2 separate regions of the Strix aluco genome follow, and region 1 is linked to region 2. A link is a contact called in public Hi-C data. All regions are on one chromosome and are shown on one strand. The core of a region is the stretch at or near the end of the contact, and the rest is flanking DNA. Distances in the headings are between cores, read along the strand shown. Region 1 holds the start of SLC33A1 (solute carrier family 33 member 1). Region 2 holds the start of CCNL1 (cyclin L1).

Evidence for each region. A called contact is a pair of places that touch in the nucleus more often than the background predicts.
Region 1: a Hi-C map of heart shows a contact between it and region 2, with 7 times the contacts expected there. The contact joins the promoter of SLC33A1 here to the promoter of CCNL1 in region 2. A contact is called at or near these places in 2 of 2 Hi-C or Micro-C datasets (brain and heart).

Annotation. Positions count from the first base shown.
Region 1 is chr9:30,313,860-30,316,559 of bStrAlu1.hap1, reverse strand. It overlaps SLC33A1 (solute carrier family 33 member 1), which reads right to left and starts at 1,292. Exons shown (of 4, transcript XM_074834396.1): 1 at 425-1,292. The coding sequence starts at 1,175. It overlaps GMPS (guanine monophosphate synthase), which reads left to right and starts at 2,484. Exons shown (of 16, transcript XM_074834393.1): 1 at 2,484-2,638. The coding sequence starts at 2,612.
Region 2 is chr9:30,014,727-30,017,426 of bStrAlu1.hap1, reverse strand. CCNL1 (cyclin L1) reads right to left here and starts at 1,263. Exons shown (of 11, transcript XM_074834378.1): 1 at 889-1,263; 2 at 591-665; 3 at 252-361. The coding sequence starts at 1,155.

The sequences.
Region 1 (2,700 bases), core at 43-2,542, 300 kb before region 2:
CCAATTTTTTTTTTAATTTCCTCTCTCCTTCCTCCCAAGAGATGTTCTTAAAAGGCCTCATTAAGAAGAGGCAAAGCTTTTGATTTGTTTGGGTTTTTTTAAACAATAATTTATCCCACAGTCATTAAACTAGGGAGGGGGAGAAAAATGCTCTCTAAAGTGCTTAGGTCAGCCAAGATAATGACAAGGCAGGTTTCCCACGCCCTCAGGCCCAGAGAAGCCTGGAAGTCCAGTGCACGTAGGAGTGGACTCCACCAGCCTTCAGCCAGGCTGTGCTTTCTCATGGGCTGGGGACAAAGCAAAGCTGCTTGATTCACCGCACCAAACCACCACTTGCTCTGAACGGAGCTTTGGTCCAGGCTCCTAGAAGAAGCATCCCCATCACAGCATCAGTACACACAGGCCGGCCACAGCCAGGCAGTACCTGAGAGGGTAACAATCCCTCGGGGCTGGGGCTGGAACCGCAGGTACTTGTTGCAGAAGGAGGCTGACTCGAGGGCCAGGAAGAGAACGTTGCCCAGAAAGTAGCCGGCTGTCTGGCCCACGGAGTTGCAAGTGGAGGCATAGCCCACGTTCTCCCTGGACAACATGGTGAGGGCCCAGCCGTCCACCGCAATGTCCTGCGTTGCCGCCAGGAACTCGAAGAGGAAGAAAGTCACAGTGAGGGCCACCACGTCGGGGCCCCGGCCCTCCCCGTCGCCCAGCAGCATGTCCACCTGGGTGGACATGTAGATCATGAAGAGCCCCAGGACGTACTGCGTGGGCACCAGCCAGGACTTGCGGCGGCCGAAACCCCGCAGGTAGACGGCGTCCACCAAGGGGGCCCAGAGCAGCTTGAGGCTGAAGGGCCAGAAAACGAAGCTGAAGAAGGCCTGGTCAGTGTAGCTGGCGCTCTTGCTCTGCAGAATGAGGGGGACGCTGCCCGCCAGCCCCAGCGGGATGCCCTGCAGCACGTACAGCACCAGCAGCAGCAGGATACTGCCCAGCTCCGCCCGGCACCCCCGCGCCCCCCGCGCCCCCGCCTCCGGCAGCAGCGCCTCGGCCTCACCGCCCGGCAGCCCGTCCCCGCAGAGCGCCAGGGCGGGCGGCGCCTCACTCCTCACGTCCAGGCAGTGCTGCTGGCTGCCGGCCCGGCGCTGCCGGCCGCCCTCCTTAGCCGCGATCGCGGGCGACATATCTGTCGGCGGCGGCCCGGGGACTCGCGCTCCTCCCCACAGGCTGAGGCGGGAGCGGGCGCTGCCGCTGAGGAGACGCCGCGAGCCGAGCCGGCCCGGCCGCCGCCGCCACCCGCCTCCGCCCCGCCCCTTCCGGTCACGTGAGCGCCCGTGGCAGGCGTGGCTGCATCTCATTGGTCCGCCGCGGAGTGACGTCAGGTAGCCGCCCCGCCCCGCCCCATCCCTGAGGGACCGACCCCGCCGGGCGGGTCATGGCGGCGGCGGCGGGAGTCCCGCGGCGCTGCGGGAGGCGGCTCCAGGGCCCTCCGGTGCTCGCCAGCGCTGGGACAGCGAAGCAGCTACCTCTGGGCGGGGAGAGGGGAGCTGCCCGGCCTCCCCGAGCCGCTCCCGGCCCCACGGCGGCTGGGGGTGCCCGGGCGGGCTGATCCCGGGGCTTCCAAACCTTAATCAAAGTGTGAAGTTCCTTCATAAAAATTAAGTTTCCTTAACAAAAATTAAGTTCCTTTTTTTCCCCCTCTTTGGGTCTCCTGTACTAACAGAAATACAAATCAGTAAGGACCAAGGTAAGCGAATATTACTTTTTTTTTCCCCCTGTTCTTTTACCCATTCATTTTACAGTTACACGATAATTAAAGCAACAAGCACACTTTGTGCGTCTCGCTTTTCTTCCATTTTTAATACTTGAAGTATTCTATTTTTTTTAATTCCTGAAAGACCCATCACAGCCATAACACAGTTAAAACATTTAGAGCAAAATGAACACACCGATATTACCCTCAGCACAAAATTGCTTGGAATGTGACGGTGGAACCAGATACCGGTTTGTAATTCCACGTGTAACTCGAATTCTTACGCTTATTTTCCTCTATGCAAGAAGAGTAATAAAGCTCGGAGAAGGGTGTCAAAAATACTTCGGGAACGTTACAGGCAGCCTTTCATTGAGGGAGCTGTTTTCCTTAGTGTCTTTTAAGAAATTCCACCCGAGCAGAAATAGGAGATGCACTTTATACCGTACCATTCTGACGCACAGAAAAACTTATTGTAAAGCCTTAGTTTCTGCCTTCAAAACGGGCAGAAATGAGCCCCGGGAGCTCCCCGTCGCGCTCCGGGGGCATCCCTGGTGTTAAACCCGCTCGGGGCCAGGCGCGGTAGCCCCGGGGGAGGCCGGGCCGCGGCCGCTGTCTTCACCCCCATCCTCGCCGTTATTCCACCCAGCACAACACACGCACACAGAGTCCCTAAATCCCGATTTCTGACCCCAAGGCACCCGGCTCCGCCCCTTCCGCCGGAGCGCGGGGCCGGGCCGGGCCGGCTCCTCCTCCCCGCGGCGGAGGCGCAGCCGGGCGGCATTAGCTCATCGCGGCGGCGGCTCCTCACGGCCCTTTCTTCCCGCTCCCCGCCTCGGGGCCGCTCCCCGCCGGTCGGAGGCAGCTCCCATGGCCCTCTGCAACGGAGACGCTAAGGTTAGTGCTACTGCGGCCCGGCCCGGGACGCTGCCCGCTGCCTGCCCGGGCCTGGTGGGGGC
Region 2 (2,700 bases), core at 14-2,513:
CTGTGGACCTAAAACTAGAGCCAATACTCATGACTTGTAGCTCTATAAGTAACGAAAACGGGTCTACCCAGTAAACAAAAGTACCAGTAGAAGAAGTCAGCATTGAACTGTACTGCCTACACAGCAGCCAATGAGCACTCCCTTCTCAATTTTAGGTCGTTGAACTTAGCCTGGAAAAATACTGTGAATTGAAAACTGCAGTGTACATTAGTGACAACTGATGCTTATGTTCGTAACGAAGCTACTCTTACCTTTTTGCTCTTAACTGACGCAAATGATGAAACACGTTGATCACGTCCCTTATACGACGAGGCGCCTCTTCAATTTTGGATGCGAGATTGATGCAGGCCATAGCAACAATCTGAAAGGAAGCCCCGATTCCATGAGAAAACGAAGACTAGAATTACACAACTTAAAAAAAAAAAAAGAAGAAAAAAACAAAACCCCGTGGCCTAAAGGCTCGAAGAGCACAGCCGGTTTGGCGTGTGACCGGCCAAATTCACCGGTCGCCTAAAACAGCGGCTACAGCCACCTCCTCCCCGTCCCTGTCCTGCCCCCCCAGCTTCCCCGCCAGCCCGCGCCGCGCTCACCTCGAAGCTGTGCTTGACGAAGGACTTCGAATAGAAGAACCGATGAAACAGCACCTGCCCCGTCGCCATCGCCACCTAGGAACGCAAAGAGGGGAGGAGGAGGAAAGAAGGAGCGGGAGTCACTCACCGGGCCCAACCGCCACCGCCGCCATTTTGTGTCAGGCACCAGCTGGCGCCGCCGCCGCCCCCCCCCCCCCCCCCCCCCGGCGCGGCCGCCTCACACGCCCTTCCCGCCGCGCCACAATGGCGGCGCCCGCCCTTCCCTCCCTCCCGGTTAGGCGCCGGGGCTCGCACCCACCTGCGGCAAGCGGAGGAGGATACCGGCCGCCTGGATGAGCTCGCAGCCCAGGATGCGCAAGTCGGTCTCGCACTGCAGGTCCAGGCCGTCCTGCATGGAGGGAGTGGGCGAGAGGCGCTCCTCGGGGATCAGCGAGTGGTCGATGGTCAGCGACACCTCCGAGTACAGCCGGTCACCGATAAGGATGCCCGGAGCGGCGGGAGCCGGCGGGGCGGCAACAGTAGCGGCGGCGGCGGCAGCGGGGGGAGCCGTAGCGGCGGAGGCCATGATGGCGGAGCGCGTCCGCACCCGCAGCCGGCCACGCACTGACTAGCGCGGCCCGGCGCTGTGACGCAGCACACAGCGGCGCCTGCGCGGGGCACGCCGGGAAAAAAAAGTCCGCCGGACCCGTCCCCGTCCCCCCTCCCCCTCCGCCGCCCCCTACCGTTCCCCGCGGCACCGGGAGTCACCGATCTTCGCTGTTGTCCCGGCCCTGGGGAGCGGCACACGGCCCTTCTCCGTTAACACACGGACCGTCGCGATCGCGGGGGGCCTCGGCGGGACGATGAGGCGGCCGCGGCCGCCGTTGTCCCCGTGCGGGGACCCTCCCCCGGGAGCCGCCTCCGGTGAAACGTGCCCCGGCCCGCAGCTCCCGCTTTGGCAAGGGGGGAAGGAAATGAGGACACGCGTGGGCCCACGTTCCTCCGTGGGGAGGAAACGGCGCCGCCGCCGCAGCTGCCCTGGTCCTGGCTGCGCTGTCGCCGGAGGGGGCGGCCGGCGTTATTCGCTTTTTTTTTTTAGAGAATTTTCCACTGCAAAAGGGTTTAAACAGTGGAAGAGCACTGCGCTGTAGGCTTCACAGCGGCAGAGGGAAAGGAAACTGCTTAAACTACTTGAAACTGTGTTTTAAAGACCGTGTAGGTTAACTGGTGCGTGCCCTGGGTGCAAGCTCAGCCAGGAGCTGCCGTAGGGCTTTTGGCCTTTTTTGGGAAAAAAAAAAAAAAATCCATAAAATTGAGTAAGTAAACAAACGGGATGGCTGTGGTGCAATAGTGACAGGAGGTGGGTTGTGTAGTTCCAAACAGGAAGCATAACCCAGCAAAAAGTTACCTTCCACTTCATTTATTAATAAATTGAAAAAAAAAAAGGAATTAAAGCAGCTACTGCCTTTTAAGCCACTGTACATAAATTCACACTGAGTGTTGGGGAAACAGCCCCACACCCAGCAGCCACCCACCACCCTCCCCATCTGTCCCCCACATTTGTCCCATGTCACACGAGGGTATTTGCATCCCACAGAACAAGGTAAAACCTTGCGGAGCCAATTCTGGAGGTTTTTCCCTCATTTAGCTGCTCGCTGTGTGACCAGCTCCTCATGACACACAGGGGCTCCTTGGGGCATGATCTACACTGACTGCAAGTTTTACTCGCTAGAAAGTCGTTATTTTTACAAGCTACTGCTTCTTAGATACATGACATAAGGCTGTGGGGTAGCTCTGCCGGTTTCTGATGGCAGGCATGCCACAAACGAGGAGTTTATTTCCAGTAGGAGAGTGTTTTGAGGGCTGGAAACATCTTTTGGGGAGCTAGGACGCTGCAATGGAAACAGATCTTATATACTGCCTGAAAAAAAGATTAATCTGACAAAACATGGATAGTTTGGTTACAATTCTGCAAATTGCATGAACACAGCACCGGGATTTCCTAGTGCTCCATCACCCCCTCCAACTCCCAATTTCTTATTTGGAAGAAAAGCTGTCCCTCTGCCTGAGGGAAGGGCTGGAAACGGCGGGACGCTCGGGGGAGACAGCACCAGGGTGCCCTAAACCGCCC